Linked DNA regions of Sus scrofa: region 2 is linked to region 1. A link is a contact called in public Hi-C data. All regions are on one chromosome and are shown on one strand. The core of a region is the stretch at or near the end of the contact, and the rest is flanking DNA. Distances in the headings are between cores, read along the strand shown.

The links. Hi-C and Micro-C count contacts between places; a contact is called where the count stands out from the background.
Region 2: a contact with region 1 is called in a Hi-C map of skeletal muscle, with 6 times the contacts expected there. The contact joins the promoter of PARD6G here to the promoter of RBFA in region 1. A contact is called at or near these places in 4 of 47 Hi-C or Micro-C datasets (epiblast stem cells, heart right ventricle, liver and 1 more).

The regions. Positions count from the first base shown.
Region 1 is chr6:128,027,441-128,032,453 of Sscrofa11.1, forward strand. RBFA (putative ribosome-binding factor A, mitochondrial) reads left to right here and starts at 2,957. Exons shown (of 7, transcript XM_001924525.4): 1 at 2,957-3,438. The coding sequence starts at 2,972. It overlaps LOC100157017, which reads left to right. Exons shown (of 7, transcript XM_001924715.6): 7 at 1-519. The coding sequence ends at 147.
Region 2 is chr6:128,247,424-128,252,233 of Sscrofa11.1, forward strand. PARD6G (partitioning defective 6 homolog gamma) reads right to left here and starts at 3,285. Exons shown (of 3, transcript XM_013993972.2): 1 at 3,025-3,285. The coding sequence starts at 3,096.

The DNA.
Region 1 (5,013 bases), core at 1,707-4,206:
TTGTTAGAGTTGAAGAACGTCACTCTGACACCTCACATTGGAAGTGCAACCCATCAAGCAAGACGACAGATGATGGAAAATTTGGTTGAAAGCATCCTGGCTTCTCTCAGTGGCCTTCCTATTCCTAATGAAGTGCTACTTAAATGATTTCTGTGGGTTGGAAATTCAGTGGGATGATAACATGACAGATTTAATGGCGGGAAAATAAGTATTTTGTGCACTTTATGTTGCAGTTCATTATATAGATTGGATTAATACTACTTACATGGAAAACTTAAAGAATAGTAATAATAGTTACCACTTGTTGACAGTTTGCTAAATTCATTCCTTCCATTCTCACTTCATCTTCAAGGAAGCTGTATGAGGAAGTTCTGTTATCATTTATAATGAAACAGCAGAGAGGATTACTTGCCTAATTTCCAAAAACCTGCACTAGGTCTGTGGATTGCTTGGTGAGCTATGTTGCTTTCAATCCTGATAAATTTTGATTGTTTATTGGATTACATAGTCCCTCTGATACTCTATCACTATTCATTTGTTTTTATTTTTATCTTTTTAGGGGCACACCTGCAGCATATGGAAGTTCCCAGGCTAGGGGGTCTAATTGGAGATACACAACAACTCAGGATCCGAGCCACCTCTGCAGCCTACACCACAGCTCATGGCAATGTTGGATCCTTAACCCACTGAGTGCAGGGATTGAACCCACATGCTCATGGATACAAATCAGGCTCATTACCACTGAGTCACAGTGGGAACTTCCTCATTTGTCTTTTTTTAAAAAAAGAATTACTGAGCACTTTCTATGTGCCAAGTCCTGTTCTAAGTGCTAGCGTTACTAATCAGGGTTCTTGGCCTCCTTAATCAATGGAAATTGATAAAAGGCTAGATGAGAAATTCAGGCACAGCTTTATTGGGATTTGTGCTAACACTTGCTAGCTCCCTGAGGGGAGGGGGTTGGGTGAGCTGGTCTCTTATATGGGGTGAGGGTAGGTGGGAGTCCAGGGGTCAGGCTGGAGGAGTGGCTTGGGTAGTTGGCCTTGGGTGGTCTGTTCTTGGTGGTGCTGTGTGCAGGATGCATGCCCAGGATTCTGCTTTTACTCCCAGTCCTTCAGAAGTGGCAGTTGAGATTTTGGTCTTTCTGTTTTTTTTTTCATAATATGTCCCAACTGGGCCTGCATGCAATTACTTTTATTCTATAGTTTCTTTGTATTTTGTTGCTGGAGATGTTTGTCCAAATGCAGGCACTACAGCAAGGGGGCTCCAGTTCTCCATTCTAGTCTGTCTCACCTAGGCTGCTGTAGGAAAGAAAGCCCTTGCCTCAAGGGGTTTCCTTATTAGTAAAGAAGAGGAAGAGGTAGTTCTGTGAGGCAGTGGCAAGCATGGTGAAACAAGCAGGGAAAGAGTGCCTGGTATGGAATTATCAGGAATGATCAAGAGGGTCTGAGGTGAATGTACCTCCTTTCTGGAGTGGTTTGGAAGCTCTTATCTTTCTCCAGGTAGACTGGTGAGTAGATATTGCACAACATGAGCAAAAGAATTGGTAGCAAATCCACTCTTGGGCACATATCTGGACAAAACATTCCTTGAAAAAGACATGCACCTGTACACTGCAGCACTGATCACAATAGCCAAGACATGGAGACAACCTAAATGTCCATCCACAGATGAATGGATAGAAGATGCAGTTTATATACACAATGGACTAATACTCAGCCATAAAAAACAAAATGCCACTTGCAGCAACATGGATGGAACTGGAAACTCTCATACTAAGTGAAGTAAGTCAGAAAGAGAAAGACAGGAGTTCCTGTCGTGGCACAGTGGTTAATGAACCCGACTAGGAACCATGAGGTTGCGGGTTCAATCCCTGGCCTTGCTCAGTGGATTAAGGATCCGGCATTGCTGTGAGCTGTGGTGTAGGTCACAGACGCAGTTCAGATCTCACATTGCTGTGGCTGTGGTGTAGGCCGGCCTCTACAGCTCTGATTAGACCCCTAGCCTGGGACCCTCCATATGCTGCGGTGCACCCCTAGAAAAGACAAAAAAAAAAAAAAAAGAAAGACAAATATCATATGGTATCATTTATATCTGGAATCTAATATACTGCACAAATGAACCTTTCCACAGAAACTCATGGACATGGAGAACAGACTTGTGGTTGCCAAGAGGGAGGGGGAGGGATTGGGATGGACTGGGAATTTGGGGTTAATTGATGCAAACTATTGCCTTTGGAATGCATAAGCAATGAGATCCTGCTGTATAGCACTGGGAAGTAAGTACATCTAGTCACTTATGATGGAACATGATGATGTGACAAAAAGAATGTATGTATGTATGTGTGACTGGGTCGCCTTGCTGTATAGTAGAAAATTGACAGAACACCGTAAATCAGCTATGGTGGGGAAAATAAAAATTATTTAAAAAAAAGAATTGGCAGTATAAAGAGGAAGAAACTTCAGTCCTTCCCAGTTGTGCAGGGAGTAGGGGTTCTGCTCTAGAAGGGCCGCATTTCATCTAAACTACCCAGTGACGACCTCGCATCTCGCTGCTCCAACATGTTGTGGCCAGAGAGTTGAAATGCACCCTTCTCTGTTAGCTTTGTGTATTTACAAAAAGTGTATTCCCCACTCAGCAGTCTCCGCACTGGGCGGCATGTGTGCTTCCCAAAAACCGAGTTCCCCCCCCCCCTCATCTTGCCCTCTGCCACCTTACGATGAGCCCCTCGCCTAAGAAAGAACCGCGGGGACGTGGCCCGCCCACCCCACGCTCACATCATCAGATCCCGCTCCTCCTGGTCACCGGCTCTACTACACTACCCCATGTGCCATCTGACCCCGCCCACAGGCGTCCCGTTGGGCCCGCCCCACCCACACGGCCCCGCCTACTGCTCCACCTTCTCCGCGCCCAGCGGCCCACCATCCACGCTTAGTCCCGGCCCTCCCCGCACGTGGCTCCGCCCCGCCGCTCCATGTCCAGCCTACCTGCTCTCCAGACCCCGCCTCGTCTTCTCGTCCCGCCTACAGTCCCGCCTGTGTCTCCCCGCACGCACGTTGCTTCGCCCTACAACGCCCCAAGCCATCTCGTGTGGTTCCGCTTGTTCGTATTCCCACAGCGTCCCAGGTCCGCTTGTGCCTCCCCGGCCCATGTCACCCCTGCCCCCTCCCCCTCCCCCCTCCATGTCGCCCCTCCTCACGTCACTCACGCGACTGTCGCCGCGCACACGTCGCTCCGTCAACGTCGCCCCCGCTACACGTCTGTCCGCTGCACGTTGTCCCGCCCACGTTCCAGGGTCGGCAGTCGGGCTGAGGACATGTGGGCGACGCTCAGGGGGCTGGGGGTCCCACACGCTAGGCTCCTGGGCGGCGCCCAAGGCCTGCACACCTCGCCAGTGTCCTATGGCAAGAACCTGCTTAAGAAATTTGCTTCGAAAACCAAGTAATGCTCCCTGAGTGGGCGGGACGGTGGCCCCGGGATGGGGGTGGGGGTGCCCTGCAATGGGCGGGGGTACGGCACGGGGTCTACTGCTTGGGCGTTAGCTTGAGTCCCAGCCGGATCCGTAAGCTCAGCCTTTGCTTGATAGGTTAATGGCTGTTGAAAGATCATCAGTTATTCCAGCCCTAACGTTTGCAGTTTTTCCCACTCAGCTTTCTGTTTTCTACGCAGTTGTTTTGATAAAGTGGTGAGTCTCCTAAAGGCTAGCAGTAAACCATGAACTTATGAAGCAACGTGATATACACTTTTACAGTCCTCCCAGGCTCCGAGCTTCCACATTCAAGATTCACCCAACCTTGGGTTGAAAAAATTACAGCAAGTGCTGAAAAGCAAAATCTAAATTTGCCTGCACTGGCAACTATTTACATAGCGTTTACATTGTATTAGGTATCATAAGTAACCTAGAGAGATTTAATCTGCAGGGGAGGGTGTGCGGAGGTTATGTGCATATTCTGCTTGTTGAGCATCCTCGAATTGGGTTTTTTTTTTTTTTTTTTTTGGTTTGTTTTTTGCTTTTTATTTTTTTTTGCTTCTTAGGGCCACACTTGCAGCAAATGGAAGTTCCTAGGCTAGGGGTCAAATCAGAGCTACAGCTGCTGGCTTGCATGCAGCACAGCAACGCAAGATCTGAGCTGTGTTTGGGACCTCATGGCAATGCTGGATCCTTAACCCACTGAGCGAGACCAGGGATCGAACCTGTGTCCTCTTGGATACTATTGGGTTACTTACTGCTGAGGCACAATAGGAACTTCCAAACTGTTCCTGTTTTTGATGACCAGTTTGAGGAGTACTGGTTAGATATTTTGTAGGATGCCCCTTTGTTGGGATTTGCGTTATCTTTTTCTCATGATTTTACTGGAATTACTGATTTTAGGGAGTAAGACCACAGATGAAAAGTGCCGTTTTCATCATAACATGTCAACACATACATACTGTCGACATGGTTTATCACTGTTGACAATAGTCTTGATCACTGACTGAGGTCATTTGTGTGTGTCAGGCTTATCTACTGTAATGTCAGCCTCCCACCATTCCATACTGGCTTGGACGGAAAGTCACATGTGCAGTCCCCGCTAGAGGAGTAGGAGTCATGCTCATGAATTAGCAGCAGTTCTGCACAGGAGATGTGGCTCTTCTCCCTTTACTAGTTAACTCATCAGTATGAACTTAGGGGTTATATATAACCCAGTACTACTTAATTTTGCTCCAATTGTTTTGGCTTTGACCCTTGGGAGCTCTTTCAGATACCTTATATATTCCTTTGGGATTTTGAAAGTAAATAATTTCTTTATCACTTTCTTACTTTCTGGCACTATAGGATGCTTCAGCCCTAGAACCAACCATTTCCCCTAGGAGCTCTGATTCCTTTTATTGAAGAGTGACGTCAGAACCGTGTGACCTAGAGTTCCTGTCGTGGCTCAGCGGTTAAGGAACCTGACTGGCATCCATGAGGACGTAGGTTCTATCCCCGGCCTCGCTCAGTGGGTTAAAGATCTGGCATTGCCATGAACTGTGGTG
Region 2 (4,810 bases), core at 2,035-4,534, 220 kb after region 1:
GCCTTCCTGCTGCCCTCTGATGGGCCAAGACTTACACCCCCAGACATGGGCACAACCCCTGCCCCCTCAGGCCTCATGGGAAGAGGGGCAGAAGTCAGAATGACCATGAAACGCTAGTCCCACTACCAGAACTGGGGAATCAGAAGTGCATGCTGCTGGACGGCGTAGGAGGAGCCCAGTCACAGGTTTTAAAGCTGAAATGTTTGGGGGAGGGGTTGAGGCACCAGGTCAAGATAAAGTCCCCAAGGCTTTGGAAACTGACCAGCTGTGGCACATGGCTAATGCCAAAAATTCTGAGAGGATCAGAGGTGATTTTTAGACCCAATATCCTGAAACGCCATAGAATCCTGATCTGAGTGCTTAATTCTTACAACAGTGGGTGCTCTCAACATTTTTTTTTTTTTTTTTTAATGGCTGTCCCAGCAGCATATGAAGTTCCCAGGCCGGGCATCAAACTCTTGCTTCTGCAGCCTCGTAGCTGGATTCTTAACTGACTGCACCACAGCGGGAACTCCTGCTCTCAGTTTAAAAGTGGTTTCACATTCACTACCTCATTTGATCCTAGGAGGTAAGCAGAACCGGCACAATGGCCATTTTACAGATGAAATAACTGAGACTCAGAAAAGTTAAATAACTTGACTGAAAGCTCACAAGGTAGGTGGCAAAACCTGCTGAGCTCAGCTCCCTGGCACTATTTTATCCAAATACAAACCCAGGTGCTAGGTGCTACATTTAGACTGGATAAAGACATCACTGTCATCACGTTTTTTTTCCCCATATTTTGAAAACAGCAGCTGGCGCAAGACCCCCTGCAGAGACAGACACAATGGTTCTAGGTATTAACTACTAAGGGGGTCAGTGGAAGGCCGAATACAGAGGGAAGAGCCACATGAACCCCCTGGACAAAAGTAAGGCAAGCCCCATTATCCAAAAAGGCCGCTGCTGCTGCTGCTAGTGGTGTGTCTATAACCAGACAGCCCAACAGGGCCCAGGGCCAGGGTTGCTCCCAAATTCAACCAAAAGTCTGGCTCTGCCATTCACCTCTGGGGAGCATTCGCTGCATCTGAACTTCAACCCAGGCTTGGGGCATGGAGCAGTGCCCCTTCTTCTTCACTGGGAAGCCAAGAAGGCCATCCACTGGGCTACCAGAACACCCACAGCCCCCAGCTCCCAACGAGGGGCAAAGGCAGACTCAACTCTCCAGAACCCATTGGCCCACAGTGTCAACAGTCCAGCACTGTAGGATAAGGCTTTGTGAGGTCATTTCCTCCAGGGCTGTCCCCTCTGGATAGACCCTCTGGAGTTGCATCTGGTCAGGGAGCTGCAAGTTGCATGTGGCTACTGAGCACAGGGAACTCAGGAAGAGTGTATGATATTGATGCTAATCAACTCACACTTGGAGTCAAATAGCTGCTATGAAAGGGCAGCAGAAGATACCCTTGAGATGGAAGTGCTCTGTATTGTGACTGCTGGGTCTCAGGAATGTGCACACTGATGAAAGTGCATGACCTAAAAACACTTGTGAACAAGTCTAATGAGGTCCTAGGTGTGACACTGTGATACAAGATGTTACTTTTGGAGGAGTTTCTGTATTCTTTTTCACAACTGCCTGTTAATCTATGATGATCTCAAAACAGAAAGTTAAAATGAAACACCATAAGTGCTCAGTGGCTACTGTAGTGGACAATGAGCTTTAAAAGCCTTATTCCCACTGAGCTAATGAAACGTCAATTATTTGGTGCCCTCACTCATGCTTGTCGGTTCTTTCCCGTCCCACTACTCACGGCCGGCACATCTGATGGCAGTATGGGAAGGCACTCTGGGGCTAGAAGAGGGGATGAGTGTTGGGCAAGGGTCACAGAATTAGTATTCGGAGTAACTGGACATGAGGATCTCATAAAAACACTGTTCAACGAGATGGTGATGAAATTCCGCAACTCATTGCGTTGAGGTTCCCGCGGAGATAACCCGCGCCCCCTCCACCAATTCTCGGAGGAAACCCTGGGAATCTTACACCAAAGGACCCCCATCCCCCTTCGCTGGTAGGGGCAGCCCAGGCAGGGGACCGCTGGACTTGTCTTCCTAGAGACCGGGCCAGGGCACACAAGCCTCAAGACTCGAGTGTGCGCGGAGTTGGTCGGAGCCCACCCTCCTTCTCCCACCACTCAGGCTCCTCTGCTTTGCTTTCCGAGGTGGGGGGCGCGCAGAGAGAAAGGGCAAGAACCGGCTCTCAGGCAGCAGTAAGCCCGAGGGGCCCCTCCTCCAGGACCCTGAACAACTGCAGCTCCTCCTCTGCTGCGGGGTTCACCACGGACACCCGAGACCCTCGCAGACAAAAGCGTCTGCAGCAAAGGAGCCGCCTCCGCAAAGGGCAGAAGCGCCAGATCCTATCAGCCAATTATCCAAATACGTACAGCCACCCGCAAGTTCGGGCAAGCTTGGGCCAGGGCGCGGGCAGCGGGAGGGGCCGCCGGTCTTGCGCGCCGGGGGAATCTGGGCCTGGGGCTCGCCGGGAGGCTGAGGGGCTGGTACGCAGGGCGGGGCCGGGGTCTGGGGGTCCAGTCCAGGGGTCGGAGATCCGCAGCCTGTCTCCCCCCTTGCGGGTTCCGAGGCTCCTCCTCAGCGAGGGCGGCGGCGCGGTCAGGGCCCTCCCCTCGCCCGGGCCCCCGAGGCCCCTCCACGGCCCCGAATCCGAGCAGCCTCGGGTAGCCCCGGAAACGTCGCCCCTCCACCGTGCGGCGCGCCGGGTCGCCGCTGGTTTGTGGAACAAAAGAGCAGCTCCCGCGAAGGGTCCGGCGGCCGCGCGGCCCTCAGAGAGCCACGGCTCCAGCTGGACCCTATCGGGCTGCCGGGCTTTGTGCGCGCGCAGAGGGGCGGGAAGGACTGGGGGACCCCCGCACATTCCACCGACCGCGCCGCGCTCCAAAGTTGTCGCCGGCGCCAGTCCCTCTCGCACAGTTCAGTCCCCTGCGGGGCGCCCATTCATTCGCAGGGGGGTAGGCAAACTGCTGGACCCCGGCTCACCTTGCTCTTGACTTCCACCGCGCTGCAGTCGTAGAAGCGCAGGGTCTGAGACTTGTGGAAACTCCGGTTCATGGTTCCGGCTCCACTTAGCCTCGTCTTCGCCCTCGCTCCTCGCTACGAGGGCTGCAGAAGGACCCTGGGTGCGGCGCCCCTCGCCGCGGCCCCGGCCCCGGCCCGGGCCCGCGCTTGCTCGGCGGCCGGGCAGCTGGAGTGCAGCAGCCCGAGCAGGGCTGGCCGCGCGCCTCGGGGACTCCAGGGGCCGCGCGCGGGAGGAGCGGGGGACGCCAGCGCGCGCCGCCCCGAGGACCCGCCCCCCGAGGCCCTAGGACTCAGGTCCCGCCCTGCGCCGGGAGGATCCACCACCAATCCCCGCCCCTCGTCCTGAGGACCAGGTCCCATGCCCCGCCCCTCGTACCGAGAACCGGCCCCGGTCCCGGAGGACCCGCCCCACAAGCCCCGAGGACCCACGTCCCGCCCTGCGTCCCAAGGATGGGTTCCTGAAGGAACGCCCTAAGGATCCACCCTCGGAGCCTCGAGGACTCGCATGGTGCTCCTCCGAAGACTCAGCCCCCTCAGGCCCCACCCACGGCTCACCGACCCGCCCTCCCACCTCCCTCCCTCCCTCTAGCTCCGAGGACCCTCCCCCCAAGCCCCGCCCGGCGGGCCCGCCCCCTAAGACGCGCTCACGGGTAGGTGCGCGCTCCAAACGCAGGAGCCCAGAAGAGCAGCAGCGCCGCCCGACCCCCCCCCAGTCGCCTCGTTCCCACCAAGCAGCCCGCACTAGATTTTGCTTGCCTCCACCTGTTGGCCTGGGAAGGAGACTGATCTTGGCTGATTTTTGGACGATATGGGAATCACTGGAGGCCTGACCCCTTTGGGCACACCTGTCCGCACTAGCTGCCATGTGGAAGATGGTCTGGGTAAAGGTTCTGCGGGGAGCGAACTCCTAAGGCATAGTCTAACACATGCCAAAGTAAAAAGGTACGGAGAGAGTCAGAAACACCTCTAGGACTGACGAGAAGGAAGAGTTATGCCAAGGCTGATAGGAAAAAGAACATATTGGGAGAAAGATGGCATTGATTGTTAGCGATGTCATGAGTACTTACTACCTAGAGAGCTCTGGAAGCGGGACTGCCAAAATCCCAATCGTCACCGTCGGAATGTTTAATGAGGCAAAGAAGAAACGACAAATGGGTGTTTAAAATTATTATAAAGTGTACTATACGGGTTTACAATCCAATTTTAGTTGGTTATATCATTTTTCTTAGTGTAAATTCATGGGAGAAAAAGTTAAAAGAAATACAAACATGCTAATTTAATTGTATAGAGGAGTGTATTAATTACATTTGTGGTTTTAAATGTGATCAAGAGGAAAACTAAAACAAAAATATAACCATTGCATATTTTCAGAACATTATGTATATAAATATACATATATAGAGAGAGGGCATGAAACTAATACAAACATGTGAAATGTTTATTAAATTCTGTAGGCAGAAAAAAGTAACATAAGACATAGGAACTGAAAGCGTCTATGCGTTGCCTACAAATGTGAATGAGATAAAACTCACCTCTTTTAAGGCTTTTGGATTTGTGTTTTTGTTGTTGTTTGTTTTTTCTTTTTTAGGGTCACACCTGTGGCATGTGGAAATTCTCAGGCTAAGGGTCAAATTGGAGCTACAGCTGCCAGCCACAGCCACAGCCACGCCAGATCTGAGCTGTGTCTGTGACCTATACCACGGCTCAGGGAAACGTTGGATCCTTAACCCACTGAGTGAGGCCAGGG